Linked DNA regions of Sus scrofa: regions 1, 3, 4 and 5 are each linked to region 2. Evidence: chromatin contacts called from public Hi-C, HiChIP or PLAC-seq and promoter capture Hi-C data. All regions are on one chromosome and are shown on one strand. The core of a region is the stretch at or near the end of the contact, and the rest is flanking DNA. Distances in the headings are between cores, read along the strand shown. Region 1 overlaps LOC102166063 (a long non-coding RNA gene). Region 2 holds the start of DYNLRB2 (dynein light chain roadblock-type 2). Region 3 holds the start of C6H16orf46. Region 4 holds the start of CMC2 (COX assembly mitochondrial protein 2 homolog). Region 5 holds the start of ATMIN (ATM interactor).

Evidence for each region. Promoter capture Hi-C pulls out the DNA fragments that hold promoters and counts their contacts. Hi-C and Micro-C count contacts between places; a contact is called where the count stands out from the background. HiChIP or PLAC-seq counts read pairs in DNA pulled down with a chosen protein or histone mark.
Region 1: a contact with region 2 is called in a Hi-C map of liver, with 5 times the contacts expected there. The contact joins the enhancer-like site here to the promoter of DYNLRB2 in region 2. A contact is called at or near these places in 18 of 47 Hi-C or Micro-C datasets (alveolar macrophages, brain, embryonic fibroblasts and 11 more) and 2 of 2 datasets of contacts at active chromatin or transcription factors (alveolar macrophages and skeletal muscle).
Region 3: a contact with region 2 is called in a Hi-C map of embryonic fibroblasts, with 2.8 times the contacts expected there. The contact joins the promoter of C6H16orf46 here to the promoter of DYNLRB2 in region 2. A contact is called at or near these places in 1 of 5 promoter capture datasets (liver), 3 of 47 Hi-C or Micro-C datasets (embryonic fibroblasts, heart right ventricle and mesenteric adipose tissue) and 1 of 2 datasets of contacts at active chromatin or transcription factors (alveolar macrophages).
Region 4: an H3K27ac HiChIP or PLAC-seq map of alveolar macrophages shows a contact between it and region 2. The contact joins the promoter of CMC2 here to the promoter of DYNLRB2 in region 2. A contact is called at or near these places in 2 of 2 datasets of contacts at active chromatin or transcription factors (alveolar macrophages and skeletal muscle).
Region 5: a promoter capture Hi-C map of liver shows a contact between it and region 2, with 3 times the contacts expected there. The contact joins the promoter of ATMIN here to the promoter of DYNLRB2 in region 2. A contact is called at or near these places in 1 of 5 promoter capture datasets (liver), 1 of 47 Hi-C or Micro-C datasets (heart right ventricle) and 1 of 2 datasets of contacts at active chromatin or transcription factors (alveolar macrophages).

The regions. Positions count from the first base shown.
Region 1 is chr6:7,290,619-7,293,318 of Sscrofa11.1, reverse strand. It overlaps LOC102166063 (a long non-coding RNA gene), which reads left to right. Exons shown (of 2, transcript XR_300284.3): 2 at 1-2,700. Among named protein-coding and RNA genes, the nearest start is that of CMC2, 37 kb to the right of the region's middle. Within about 2 kb of position 1,383, at least 3 of the 83 cell types and tissues checked have an H3K27ac peak or open chromatin away from gene starts, as enhancers often do. A contact at or near this core is called in liver, where this site is marked.
Region 2 is chr6:7,660,035-7,662,734 of Sscrofa11.1, reverse strand. It overlaps DYNLRB2 (dynein light chain roadblock-type 2), which reads left to right and starts at 1,355. Exons shown (of 4, transcript XM_021097077.1): 1 at 1,355-1,491. The coding sequence starts at 1,489. All of the region lies in intron 8 of CDYL2 (chromodomain Y-like protein 2), which reads right to left.
Region 3 is chr6:7,188,096-7,190,795 of Sscrofa11.1, reverse strand. C6H16orf46 reads right to left here and starts at 1,287. Exons shown (of 4, transcript XM_021097049.1): 1 at 1,188-1,287.
Region 4 is chr6:7,253,538-7,256,237 of Sscrofa11.1, reverse strand. It overlaps CMC2 (COX assembly mitochondrial protein 2 homolog), which reads right to left and starts at 1,301. Exons shown (of 2, transcript XM_021097072.1): 1 at 906-1,301. The coding sequence starts at 1,186. CENPN (centromere protein N) reads left to right here and starts at 1,311. Exons shown (of 11, transcript XM_021097067.1): 1 at 1,311-1,415.
Region 5 is chr6:7,221,790-7,224,489 of Sscrofa11.1, reverse strand. It overlaps ATMIN (ATM interactor), which reads left to right and starts at 1,295. Exons shown (of 4, transcript XM_021097045.1): 1 at 1,295-1,664. The coding sequence starts at 1,335.

The sequences.
Region 1 (2,700 bases), core at 134-2,633, 370 kb after region 2:
CTTCCCCCACGGAGCTTTGGGTCACTAGCCCCTCTCCACGCCTCCTGGCCAGGGTCTCCCTCAGCCTCTGGCTCAGGCTCAGTCGTTCAGGTTCATCTGATTTACCCTCTGATCAAGATGGGGGCAGGGAAGCGGGGGTGGGGGGGGGGTCCGAGGATGAGGAGGAAGGCAGTCTTCCTGGTCCCGCCCAGCAGGCAGCATCCCAAACCTCAACTTCTCAGTTCAGGACTCTGATAAAGGAATTTGGTGGTCCTTCTGCTTTTTAAATTCCTCCTTCTATTGTCCTCACTTAAAATGGGCCAAATTCCTAGAAAAAGACAAGTGTGCACCACACCCAAGTCGTGCATCCAAACTTTTCTGTTTCTAACAAATTCAGGGGGCAGGGGCGCCCTCTGGAGGCCTATGAAAGTGTGTGCGGGCATTTTTCGCTTTTTCCCTGCTTGGGAATTGAATGGGTCAGGGGCAGGGAGGAGTGAGACCCAGCATGAGCCGGACAGGCCCACACAGGGAGGAACTGTCCGGCCTAACATGCCCATCGCTCCCTTGTTAAAAAACTCTGCGGGCTCCAGGAGGCTGAGGACAAGTGTGTCCCCAACACCTGGCCTGGATGGGAGCTCCGCAAACACCTGCTAAGGGAACGAAGGCATGTGTGAACGTGGTATTCTACCGCCCCAGCCTGCAGAACTCAAGGGCCCACTACAAGCACACCTTGAAAACCAGGGTGTTAACTCCTCGGTCAGAAAAAGATAGGAATCTGAGGGGAAATTATCCTTCCTGCCGGAGGGGGCAGGGGAAACATATCTGTATCTCAGACTTCACAAAGCAGCTAAAACCTTACAGGCACCCTCACCTGCCTAACAATGGCCATGAATGAACCCGGCGGGGCAAACTTTGCCAAAGGAATTACGTGGGCTTTTGAGCGAGAGTGAAGGGAATTCCCAAGCTCATCTAATGAGAGAGGAGAGAGCGAGGGACAAAGAGCCGGGCTCTGGATCAGAAGCCAAAGGGTCAGACCTCGGCTGGGACACCTAGTAGCGAGCTGGCAGTCGCCAAACCTCTCCAGCCTTGTCTTCCTCATCTATAAAACAGGGACAATGACACTTACCCTAGAGGACAATGTGAGGATTAGACGATCGCACAAGTAAAGCACAGTGCCTGGACCTGAAGAAACACACCATCGCCATCATCAGTTAATTATCTGAAAGGCAACCCCAGAGGGACGGCAGTAACAAAGCCGCCGATCACCTTGGGGAACAGAACAGACACGTGGCCATTCTTTTACCCAAGGGCTTATGCAGACCAGCAGACCACGGAACGCTGTGTTCCTAAGAGACACAAATGAAGTCGTTTTATTCTGCCCCTAAGTCATCTTGTTCCCTGTTGAACAACACAGCATTGTGACTCATGTTAATGATGATTCTGTTTCTCTATCTCTGAGATGATAAATACTTCACTTTTAGGCCTCACTTGCAGAAAACGAAGGCCCTCCAGCTAACTTACTCCGCAAACTTATACAAATTCTCTTTACTTCCCCCACCCTCCATCTCCTCCCCACCCAAGGCCACTGCTGACATTTGGCTGTTCCAGGGAGTAGACGAGTGCTTAATCCAGTAACTTCAAACATCGATAATGATGAAAACACTTGGCATCTGTTTTCTGTGGAAACATGAAAGCTTCCAAGCAATATTTACAGAACCCACTTCCGCAACCACTGCTCTCCAGTTTGATGAAGGAACAGTAAAACATGACGTTCCAGATCAGTTACAAGCTGTTCCTGGACTGTGTCAGGGCCAATCTTTTATCGTTTCAAATTTAGGAGTCCGCCACTAGAAAATAATCACTTACCAGCTGATGCAGCAAATGCTCTCTCCTCTCACTCCCAGGCAATACAGTTTGGGGTCTTCTTGACTCAAATCGCAACCAAAGCCCCTTCCACACATTTCGGAGATGGCTGGGGATCGGGGGATTAATTCCCTACCAGGAGAATGTGAATTGGGGCATGTTCATGAGTTCATCAGTCTTTTAGTAAAGATGCTCTGGCATAAACAAATCAACGAGGGAACAGGGAAGGGGAATTTAAAAATAAAAAAACCCAACTCGGTCCCCATTCAGAACAGTGGGAAAATCCTCCCCAGGAGAGCCTGTGTGCAGCCTGCAATTTTCACCCATCCAATTTCACGCCACAGTATCGGATGTGAAGCAAACCCACCATCCCTCAATATCACTACGTGTATGAGGCCGAATCATGAGCCCCAAAGACATCAGGTCCTAACACCTGGAACCAGTGACTGTGACCTTATATGCTAAAAGGGGTCTTTGTAGATGTGATTAAATTTAAAATCTTGAGATAGGGAGATTATCCTGGATCATCTATGGGCCCTAAATGCCATCACAAGTGTCCGGCAAAGGGCGATCAAACACAGAAGATAAGGACCTATGGCCACGGGGGCAGGGACGGTGACACAGCCCTAGCCAAGGAATGTCAGCAGCCACCAGACACTGATTTTCCCCTAGAGCTCCCAGCACAAACGAGTCCTGCTGACACCATGACTAGGACCCGATGGAACTGATTTTGGAATTCTGGCCTCCAAAGCTAAGGACATAAATTGCTGTTGTTTGAAGCCCCTATGACGCACTTTGTCTGTGGCACTTTGTTAGAGCAACCATAGCACACTAGTATAACTAGGCAAATAAAAGGCA
Region 2 (2,700 bases), core at 106-2,605:
TTGAAGACAAAAAGGGGGGGAAATGACAGTGACCAGGATCCCTTTCTCTACCAAAGGGGGGGGGGAATTGAAGCAGAACTAGAGCTTCTCAAGAGTGTTTCTGTACATAATGTAAAAATCCTAAACTGACAAGACCAAACTGAAACGGATCATCTAGTCCAAACCCTCCCAGTTCAAAACCATTCCTGGGGAATCCCTGACAAGAACCTATAGAAATTCTAGTTGATGCTCCTACCTATTGCCTGTCTTGTTTGTGGTGAGACAACTTACTGGAAATGGAAGCACAAACCAGATCAGTATTACAGGGATCATTATAGCATGGTCCCTATGAAGATGCATCTGCAACTCACCACTTGTATTTAGTACTCAGTTTAGTAATCAAAGCCCTCTTCAAACCCTAGGACCACATGAAAACACGACACAAAACTTTCCTTCTGTGCCTCACACATAGCTGTGCTCTTCCTCCCAGGCTACAAAGATACACAATGCCCTTCAAACGAGCAGGTGACTTCTGACCATCCCTAACTGCTCTAACTTGTTTCCCCACCAGTTCCTTAAAAACCCAGCGAGCTGCTTTTCTATGGCCCTCGGTAGAACCTCCGACACTAGCATTTACAGTTTTACAGCAACTCAGAAATGTGGGCAAATAATTCTGTAAAAACAAAAATAAAGATCCTAATACACTAAACAAAATTACCAGTATGGAGCAACTCTTCCCACTGAGTGAAGGGCAGCTTGGGGGTGCTAGAAGTACGGAGAATATAAGCCGTAAGATGGCGCTTCACCTACTGCTTTGGGGGTGGGGAGATGTAAATTAATGAAAATACATAAGCTACTACTTTTCGATGCTGCGATATAGTTCTGCTTTAATTAAAAACAACTGTCCTTGGGGGCGGGGAACAAACCTATCAGCGCCGCACGAGGCAGCGCGACAGTTCTCCGAGTGTCACAGGCATCGGAGTCTAGTACCAAATGTCACCTCGGAGTCAGACGGACCCACCCCGGCTTATTTGGTCCAGAGCACGTATCACACTTAGACGGTATTGCTTCGTTTTGTCGCATTCGGCTGTCTCCCGCGCTAGAATGGACCCCAGACCCAGAGGAGAGCCCGGGACGTGGTAGGTGGTCAATAAATCGTTCTTGGATGAAGAAGTGCCTGTTACACGAATGCGTACCTCAAGGAATGAATGAATGAGAGGACGAACGAATGACCCGGAGCCCGGCCTAAGCCCCTCGGTACTCCTCGACCCCAGGTGAGCACTCGGGGCCACGCTCCCCAGCCTCCGCTTATGGCGGCCGGGAGGCGCCAGGCCAGCTCGGGGCGGAAGAACCTGCCTGGCGGCTGCCCGACCCGCAAACACGCAGGCGCGGCACCAACACTTCCGGAAGGTCACTTCCTCCCCGGTCTCCTAGCAACGACTTGGAAGCGTTGTTGACATCCTCGCTGCCGTAGCGCTAGATTGAGCCCAGAGTTTCGCCGCCCGAGCGATGGTAAATCCGGGGTCTCCGTCCCCGACCCGCCGCTCTAAGGGCGAGGGGTTTCGCTGCCCGGCTCCCGGGACCGATCCCGGCCCGGCGGGTCCCGGGGCCCGGCGGGTCCCGGCACAGCGGTGGGCTGGGTGTTCCGCAAGCTTCTTGGAGGGGCGACGCGGAGACCCTGGAGGGACTAAAAGCTACCATGGAAGAGGGGGAAGAATATATCTAGATGGGAAAGCTGTCTTGGGGCATATATATCTAAGGTGGGGGGGTGGTTCTTGCGGTAGTAATTGGGGAGGGAGAATATCGTAAAGAGGAAGAGAGATACGGAGGGGATGAAAGATCCTGAGGGGGATGGGAAATCTCGTTAAGAGCGAGGAAATTTCGAAAAGGGGAGGGGCGCCAAAGAGAGGAGAAAAATCTCCCTGAGAGGAAAGAAAGAGATGGGACTGGGAACGCAAGGGAATGGAGAGAAGGGAGAAGGAGGAAACATTGAGGGGGGGGGGGGGGGGGGAAAGGAGGAGTTCCCTTTGTGGCTCACTGGTTAACAAACCCGACTAGAATCCATGAGAACGCAGGTTCCATCCCTGGCCTCGCTCAGTGGATTACGGATCCGGCATTGCAGTGAGCTGCGGTGTAGGTCGCAGACGCCGCTCGGATCTAGCGTTGCTGTGGCTGTGGTGCAGACCAGCAGCTGTAGCTCTGATTCGAACCACCATATGTCACGGATGGCGCCCTAAAAAGCAAAAAAAAAAAAAAAAAAAAAAAAAAGAAAGGGGAGGAGGATAAGAAAAGGATAGTGGCGACTGAGGAAAGTTTGAAAAAGAGCAAAGTGAAAGCAAAAAGTTGTTGGTTTTTTAAGAAAGGAATGAAAAGAAGATTGGCCATGGGGATTAGGCGATTGTATTAAGAGGTCTCAGAAATCACGAAAGAAGAAAACACATGGGAAAAGAGTGAAATGCCAGGAAGAGCAGAGAAAATTGTTCGGTTAGAAGTGAAACAGAAAAAGAAAAACGAGGGCTGTGGCTGAAAGGATCTGTGGCGTTGTCTTATAGACAAAATGGCAAAAATGTACTGTTAGTGCTCTCCTGTACCGCTATTATGCTTTAGTGCAATGCTTTCCAACGTGAGATACAAACATTAGCTGCAAATACCAAAAAAACAGAGTGAATCATATCAGAGAAAGCCATTCCTCTTTCCTTTTTTCTTTTTTTTCAGCCTTTA
Region 3 (2,700 bases), core at 38-2,537, 470 kb after region 2:
TTACAATGTTGTACCAGTTTCTCTGGTTGACATATTCTTAATTAAATTTTTTTCTTGGCCACTCTTGTGGCATGTGTAAGTTCCTGGGCCAGGGATATGACCCACACCATAGCAACCAAACCGCTGCAGAGGCGCCAGATCCTTAACCCGTTGTGCCATAAGAGAACTCCCTTAATCAGTAAATGATGAGAGGGGATAGGCTAGAAAATGTGAAAAGTGCAGAGTGTGTAAGACAAAAGCGAGTTGTTTCTGTCAAAGGCAGGCAGCATTCCCTCAAAACTCCTTACCACTCCCGGGCTCTACAGCAAGCTCCTACACCCAATTTAGGTTTAAAAGGATCTTGAATCTATGTCAGAATATCAGCCAGGGAAACACGCAGCCTCATTTAAAATTATAAATGGATATTCCTGTGGATCCTTATCAATATGTGTTGAATGAAAAAAATCAAAGAATACAAACACTGTTAGCACTGACGGAAGTTAAGTTTCTTACTAAAGACTTAAGCTTCAAGCATATGAACTGGTTAAATAGGTCTTGAAGATTGTCCTGGGCAGGCTGATCACTGTTTCCAAAGGAAAATAGCTGTTCCTAGTTTCGACGGAAAATGATACCGGGATTCCAATCTAATTCAGTCTGAGACCACAACTTGGCGGGCAACTGAAACTCTGCCTTAAAGCTGAGCATATGCACCACCCAATTGGAACAATTTGTTTGCATTTTCAAGAGTGTAAATTTTATCTCCCCATATTAATTATCTTTACGCTTCTTATATGCCCACAGAGCACAGCAGCTTTGATTATTCATAGAATGATTTCTAGGAGCGCGGTTTCTACACCCATTCCTCCCTATGGAGTAGAGCATTTCTACTCCAATCTCAGTTTTCGACTCTTTTTTTTTCCACTCACATTTATTACTCATTACTCACTAGGTGCCTGTTATATGCGTAACATTGGCAGTAAAATGGTAAATAAAGCAAGGCCTGGCCTCCCAGCTCTCACACAGCAAACAATGTACAAGAAAATTTAAGCCGTCAAACACACACCACACCTGTCGCTCCTAAAGCCCAAGCACTTCACAGACGGCTCCACTTCCCTTTAGTAGCCCCACCCCCTCCCCGCAGGCTCCTCCCCTTCCACGATCTTTCTTTTTTCTCATTTAGCTCCTCCCCTTTTTCCCCCGGGCCCTACCTCACCGAAAAAGACGTCTTCCCGTATTTCAACAGCTGTGCCCTCCTGCAAAGCGGCCCTACTTGCTCCACCAAGCCCCCTTCCTCCATTGGCTCCTCCCTCCCAGGGCTCCGCCCTGTCAACGGCTCCTCCCACTGCCCCACCCATGCCGCGCCCTCCTCCTCAAACCCTGCCTACTCTTAGTTCAGCCCAGGCCCGCGCTACCTCTCCCTTTTGCCTCCTCGCCTGAGAGGGCGGCTTCCTTCCGAACTGGGCAGGACGTCTCGCTCTGCCGCCCCGTGGAGAGGTCAGGGGCCTTGCCCGGAGGCGGGGAAGCGGCCGCGGCCGCTCACACCCTCCAGTGGAGCCAGCTGGGTGGAAGGCCCCCGGGCAGCTTAGTCCCCGCCGGCGGGCGACCAAGACAGTTGCCCTGGGTTACGGACGCGCTGGGGGCGGGGTGGTGGGCGGGTCCGCGGCGGAAGTGACGTACACCCGCCTCGCGCTACCAAGCTGAGCGCAGTAGGCGACGCTCACTGACCGCGGCGGTCTCGTGCTCCCAGCAGGCTGCGCGGCTGCGAACTTTCCACCAGCGCGTGAGGAGCGGCGGGCGCTTCGCGAGGTACCAGTGTAGCCCTAAGCGCCGTTCAGGAAAAGCGACCGAGGGACTGGGTGCCCGTCGGCCCTTGGAGTTAGAAAGCGAAGGCTTTGGGACCAGCTTCCTCTCAGAGATCTAGGACCTCTCTCCCCGCGCAGCGCTCCCCTTGGCGCGGGTTGGGTCTCGGGGGCGTGGCTAGCAGCTTTCCTGGTTTTTACCCGCTAGGTGCCTGACGACCAAAACCGTCCCCAGACTTTGCCAGCTGTCCCCGAGTCGCCCCGCCTCCGTAGGGACTGTGGCAGGGTAGTGCAAGTCAGAAACTTCACAGTGGGAATTTATGCCGCTCACTTGGCTGGGCGGGACTGGTTCGAATCCGCTGTCGTGTGGCCTGTGAGGGGGACCATTGGCATCTTTTATACAAATGTGGAAAAGTAGCTCCACGTCGTTAAAGCGCTGGTTGAAGACAATGAAAAGCCACCCACTTTCGAGCATCCCGAGATGCAGCCAGGGGTGGACTCCTGTGCCCAGTCAGGCATTAGTGGTAGAACCCAACTTCGGTCTGATTCCAAAGCCCCTCTGCTTAATAGTTCTTAAAGTGTGACTATTTCTGCTGGAGAAAAATATTAGAATATAAGCCTCTTATACCACGGTGATTAAAAGCCGTTTGGGAAGATGGGTGTGTACTACGGTTTTTTTCCTACAGAAGGAACAATACTAATTAGAAAGCCTATCAAGTCTTTGGAAAGGCCATATTTTATGACGTATAAATTACGTTATTCTGAGAGGTCAGAAGTGCTTTTCTACTTTTTAAGGTGTTCTTTATCTAACACACACATTTCTGGATCTTTTGTATTTCGCAACTTAGAATTAATGGCATGCCCAAATACTTCTCAAAAGAACAGTACAAAACCGCATACCTCATTCCACTTTTTTGTGTTA
Region 4 (2,700 bases), core at 52-2,551, 410 kb after region 2:
TCAATGCCTAATACATGTTTGCCCAATGTTGAACGCAGGATTATCACAGCTTTGAGAACTGGTTCAGAGGGCAACATAGTTTTTAAGAAAAACAAACAAAAAAGAATGGAAATGAGGCTCATTTTAAACCCACCAAACAAGCCCAGAAGCTTTTATGTATAGGAGAGATTCAAGGGCTGTCACAACAAAATTCCTTTGCCAGCTAAAAGTTCTTTTACATATTTAAATCTTCAAACGAAGGATTTCCAGAACTCGGATTTATTTAAGACTCTTCATAAAGCACTCATTGTGAAACGACAAGCAAGGTAATCTTCACACCCAAGAAAAGGGATTTGAACGTCACTTTCCTTGAAAAGTGTACTGCTGGGGATATTGGCAATCTGGATTCTCACGCCGCGAGTTGGTGGCAACTTTCGCCGCAGCTGAGAAGCGCCCTAACAGGATCCCACCTTCTGCAGGCAATTTCTCTACTCCCAGCTATTCAGTAACAGCAATAAGCACACAAGGTAGCGAGCGCTCACCGTGGCAAACACAGCGTTAAGGGCATCCCTTCTCACAACCAACGCGATGTGTTACACCCATTTCACAGGCGAGGAAGCTGAGGCCCAGGGTTAGGAGCAGCTCGCCCAAGGTCAGAGGCTAGAGAGCAGCGGGGCCTACTCCAGCAGAGGAAAGGTCTACACCAAAGCCTACTCTCAACTACCAGCGCGTCCTCGGCGAATGCTGGAGGGTTCGGGGCTCAGGCAATCCCCAGAGCGGCGGCCCCAACCTCCGAGGGGGCAAGAAGTCTCGGCAGGACGGGACGCAGCGGGGCGCACGAGGGAAGGACCTTGGGCGGGGACAGGTGGGTGTCCAGCGGCCTCCAATGGCACCGCGGCCCGGAAGAAAGCGCTCCGGAGACTCACCCGACTCGCAGCCACACGCGGAGAGCGGAAGCGGTATTCACCAGCGTAGACGCTGCACTCAAAGGCCCGCGGCCTCGGCGCCGGTACAGGTCCTGGTGGCGGCGGCCGGGCGCCCTACACAGCTGACCCTGCCGGGCCGGCCCCCGCCTCTCGCCGCCTGAGGCGCATGTGCCGCCCGGCTTGGACGGGCCCATTTTCAGGTGCTGTGGGGGGAGGGAGAGCGAGTCCACGGAGGGCCGGCAGGGCGTACACTGAGGCCAAACTGACAAGCCATATTTCATGGCTAAGAGTTACTGCATTCAGACAGTATTTTCGAAAACAAGAGTAAGGCGGAAGCCGAGCGAGTTTCACGCCGGTCGCTCCCCCACGCGGTCCCCTGTGCCGAGGGTACGGTCCAAAGTTTGAGCTCCAGTGGGCGGGGCTCGAGGGCGGCGGGAACTGCAATTGGTAGCTTTGAAGGTGCAGCAGGCGGGAATAGATGAGGAGAGAGCCGGCTTGCGATGTGGAACGGTAAGACAGCCGCTGGTGGCACGGGATCGGGCCCCCCGAGTGTGGCAGGAGCCCTGGAGAAGCCACATCCCACGCCTCTGAGGCGACTCTTTCTCAACTGCCCCACGTCGTGGAGTGGGTCTTGGTCTTGGGCAGGGGGCTGGGGACTACGGTTGAGGCCGAGACGAGGAGGGCGGTGATGCTGGGCGGTGACGTCACGTCCGCCCGTGGTGGGGCGGGGCCTAACGTAGGCCTGCGTCCTGCTGGCTCCGCCCCGAGCTGTCACGGGGTGAACTATCCCAACCTTGGGTTGCTCCTTTCCCCAGAGTCGGATGTTTAGGTTTTGGTTAACCGTAGCGTCTATCCTTTTTAGTCTTTGTAGCCTCTCGCATTACTCCTTCTGGTCCTTATGGCAGCCTTTCGGCTCCGTAGATTTACAGGAAAGTTATGTAAAGCAGATCTTTTTTGTCATGTGTTCATTCAACTGCTGTATTTCAAACACCTGCTATTTGCCAGGCGTTGTGTTAAGTGCTAGGAAATACAAAGAAATTAGGTATCAGAATCCGAAGTTTATTCAAGGGCTTTCAAACTTTACTGATAAGATCGAGTGCATTCTACCAGAATTCTTTAGAATGGCATTCCCCAGCTTTAGCCAGAACTAAGACTCCTATTCTAAAAATGCAAAATCTCAAGCCCTTCTCGGTCCACTCCACCCCCCAGTTTAAATCGTTGGGGCCCAGAAATCTGTGTTTTAACAACCACCCACACCTCCAGTGTTTTTGATGGAACGAAGGTTTGTTACTTTGACTGACCGTTGGACCCTAATTCTTCTCAGGTTGTTTACCTCGTCAGGTACTGCTGCTGGTATTTCTCAGTTATTTCCACTAGACAGTTCTCGGGCTGCCTAGACCGACCCTGTTCGAGATTTTAGGAATGCAGCAATGAATAAGACATAGTTCCTGCCCTGGTGGAGCTTAATCGAATATTGTAATGCCATAAAGTAATTAGTAAGCAAGATAACTTCAGGTAATTTCTTTTTTTTTTTTTTTTTTTTTTTTTTGTCTTTTGTCTGTTGTTGTTGCTGCTATTTCTTGGGCCGCTCCCGCGGCATATGGAGATTCCCAGGCTAGGGGTTGAATCGGAGCTGTAGCCACTGGCCTACGCCAGAGCCACAGCAACGCGGGATCCGAGCCGCGTCTGCAACCTACACCACAGCTCACGGCAACCCGGATCGTTAACCCACTGAACAAGGGCAGGGACCGAACCCGCAACCTCCTGGTTCCTAGTCGGATTCGTTAACCACTGC
Region 5 (2,700 bases), core at 46-2,545, 440 kb after region 2:
CCAAGTTTGTGGTAATTTGTTATTGCAGCAATAGAAAGCAAATAGGGCTGCTAATATATAAAATTTGGATGCTTTCACATGAAATCTTGCAAAATTAGTCCAGTGATGCCACCTCTTTGTTTTGTTTTGTTTTTGTTTGTTTTGGCTGGGCCCTCAGCAACTGGAAGTTCCCAGGCCAGAAATCAAACCTGCACCACAGTAGCAACCTGAGCCACTGAAGTGACAATGCTGTATCCTTACTGTGCTGTGCCACCAAGGAACTCCACAGTTGCCATCTCTAAACAATGGATGTAGAGTTCCCTGGTGCCTCTGCAGATTAAGGATCTGGCATTGTCACTGCTGCAGCTTGGATCACTGCTGTGGTGTGAGTTCGATCCCTGGCCTGGGAACTTCCACATGCCTCAGGCATGACCATAAAAATTTAAAAATAATAAAGAAAGGCTGTATCCCATTTTACTGCACACCTCCCCCCCCCCCCTTTTGGCTACACCTGGCTTCCTACCCTACCTAGTCATGCTTCCTACTTAGGTTTTGGAACCCTGTCTTGAGCTATGGTCTCCCAAACAGTAATCAAATTTCAGCGGTTAAAATGATTAACTGTCAATTATAACAATCCTTTCCTTTGTTTAATGTGACCTCGGGCTAGTTACTCTGCAAATGGAAGAAAACACCTGCTGTGGCTGTTTTAAAGGCAAAATCAGATAGTCAATGAAAAGTGCATTCCCCAGTTCTGGTAAAACCAGAGCGTAGTTAACATACGCTTGTGTCTCCTGCCTTTGAATATTTGGGTTATTTCTAATTTTTGGGAAGATCCTGAAAAGGAAATGCTGTTTTTCTCCCCCTTAGGCATATGGAGATTCCCAGGCTAGGGTCCAAGCGGAGCTACAGCTGCTGCATACACCACAGCAACGCCAGATCCGAGCTGCATCTGCTACCTACACCGCAATTCGGAGCAACGCCAGATCCTTAACCCACTGAGCTAGGCCAGGGATCGAACCAGCAACCTCATGTTTCCTAGTCGGATTCGTCCCCGCTGCGCCACAAGGAGAACTTCGCAATGCTTTTTATTCTATCCAGTTATTGACCGAGGTCATGTTTCTAGAAAGACGGAAAGAAAACCCTCTACCTCTTTGCAGGAACCCCTAGGAGGTTTTTCAACCGGACCACCTTACCTGGCAGTGACTCCCGCAAGCACGCACTCCGCCCCCAGGAGGGGGCGCCGCGGCCGCCGGTACCCGCCGGATGCTAATAAGCCTGGGGCCCCGCCCCCTACCGGAAGTCGCTGCAGCAGGAGGCGGGGCCTGCAGGCTCGGCACGGCTGCCGAGCGGGAGCCATGGCGGCCTCTGAGGCGGCGGCGGCGGCCGGGCCCGCGGCTCTGGCCTCGGGCGCCCCGGCCGGCCCGACGGCCGCAAGGGGAGCCGCCGCCGCCTCGGGCCCATGGGGACCCCCCGGGCGGCTGAGGGGCAGCCGGCCGCGACCCGCGGGGGCGAGGCAACAGTCCGCCGGTCCGGCGCCGCCGGCGCGGGAGCTCATCCAGCCGTCGGTGAGCGAGCTGTCCCGGGCCGTGCGGACCAACATCCTGTGCACGGTGCGCGGCTGCGGTAAGATCCTGCCCAACAGCCCCGCACTCAACATGCACCTGGTCAAGAGCCACCGCCTGCAGGTGAGCCCGCCGCGCACGGCGCCCCCCGGGGCCTGGCGCGACCAAGCGCCTGCCTCGGGCGCTCGGGGCCGAGGGCGCGGGTCCGACTCCCAGGGCGGGCGCGGGACGCGGACGGGAACGCGCCGGGGGTCCGGCCGCGGCGGAAGGCGCTTCGAGACCCTAAAACGGGCCAGACTGGTGAGGGAGCCCGGCAGGGAGAGTGGGAGCTAGAACGCAGGGAGGCGCAGCGCCGGGAAAACCCTGTGTCATGGCTCTGGGCTGCCAGGCTCGGACCGGCGGGACCCCCGGCCTCGCACCTGGCGGCCCGGGTCTTTCCCACGTCCGTCTCGTGAGCCCCCGCAGCTCCTCCATCCTATTGATGGGAAACCGATGACGCAGCCTGCGTAGGGCTGGGGTTTAAACCTGGGCTCGGCTTCCGAAGGCGGTGCTCTCTCCACCACACCCACAACACCTCCTTCAGGCCTCTAGGTCCTGCCCGGTTGTTGGCAGGGAGCTGCAGATTTGGCCCTCAGCTCGGGCGTCCCAGGCTTGACAGCGTCGGTGAAATCGGCTTTGCTCAGGCATGAGACCTAAGGGAAACTTCTCCCGCGGATCTGCTGTAAGAGGGGCCACGGTATAGAATAACAGGACAGTAGTCCGGACAGCCCTTCCGCCTTACGTCGGTTAGGGCGCTGATTTTCAGCCTTTAGTGCTCATCTGTAGAAAGCTTATTAAAAATCCAGATATCCAGCCCCACCCATTAAATCGTAATTTCCCCGTCATTTCAGCAGGAAGCTGCCTTCCACCACTTCTTGAAGTCTTCCTCTGCCGACAGTGACACTTCCAAAGCGTGTCACTGAAAGCAGTCTTGTGACTCTGTGGCTTTGGGCGGTCGGAATCGATTCGGGAGTAAGCTCAAATGACCTAGCCTGTTGTGTGTTCTCTCTGCCCTTCAGGTCAGTCTTCCTCAGAAACTTTTTTAGAATCAGGCTTCTGATAAGGTGGAACAGCAGAACGTTCGAGTTTATCGTCTGAGGTAGGGCCGATGTGTTAGCCA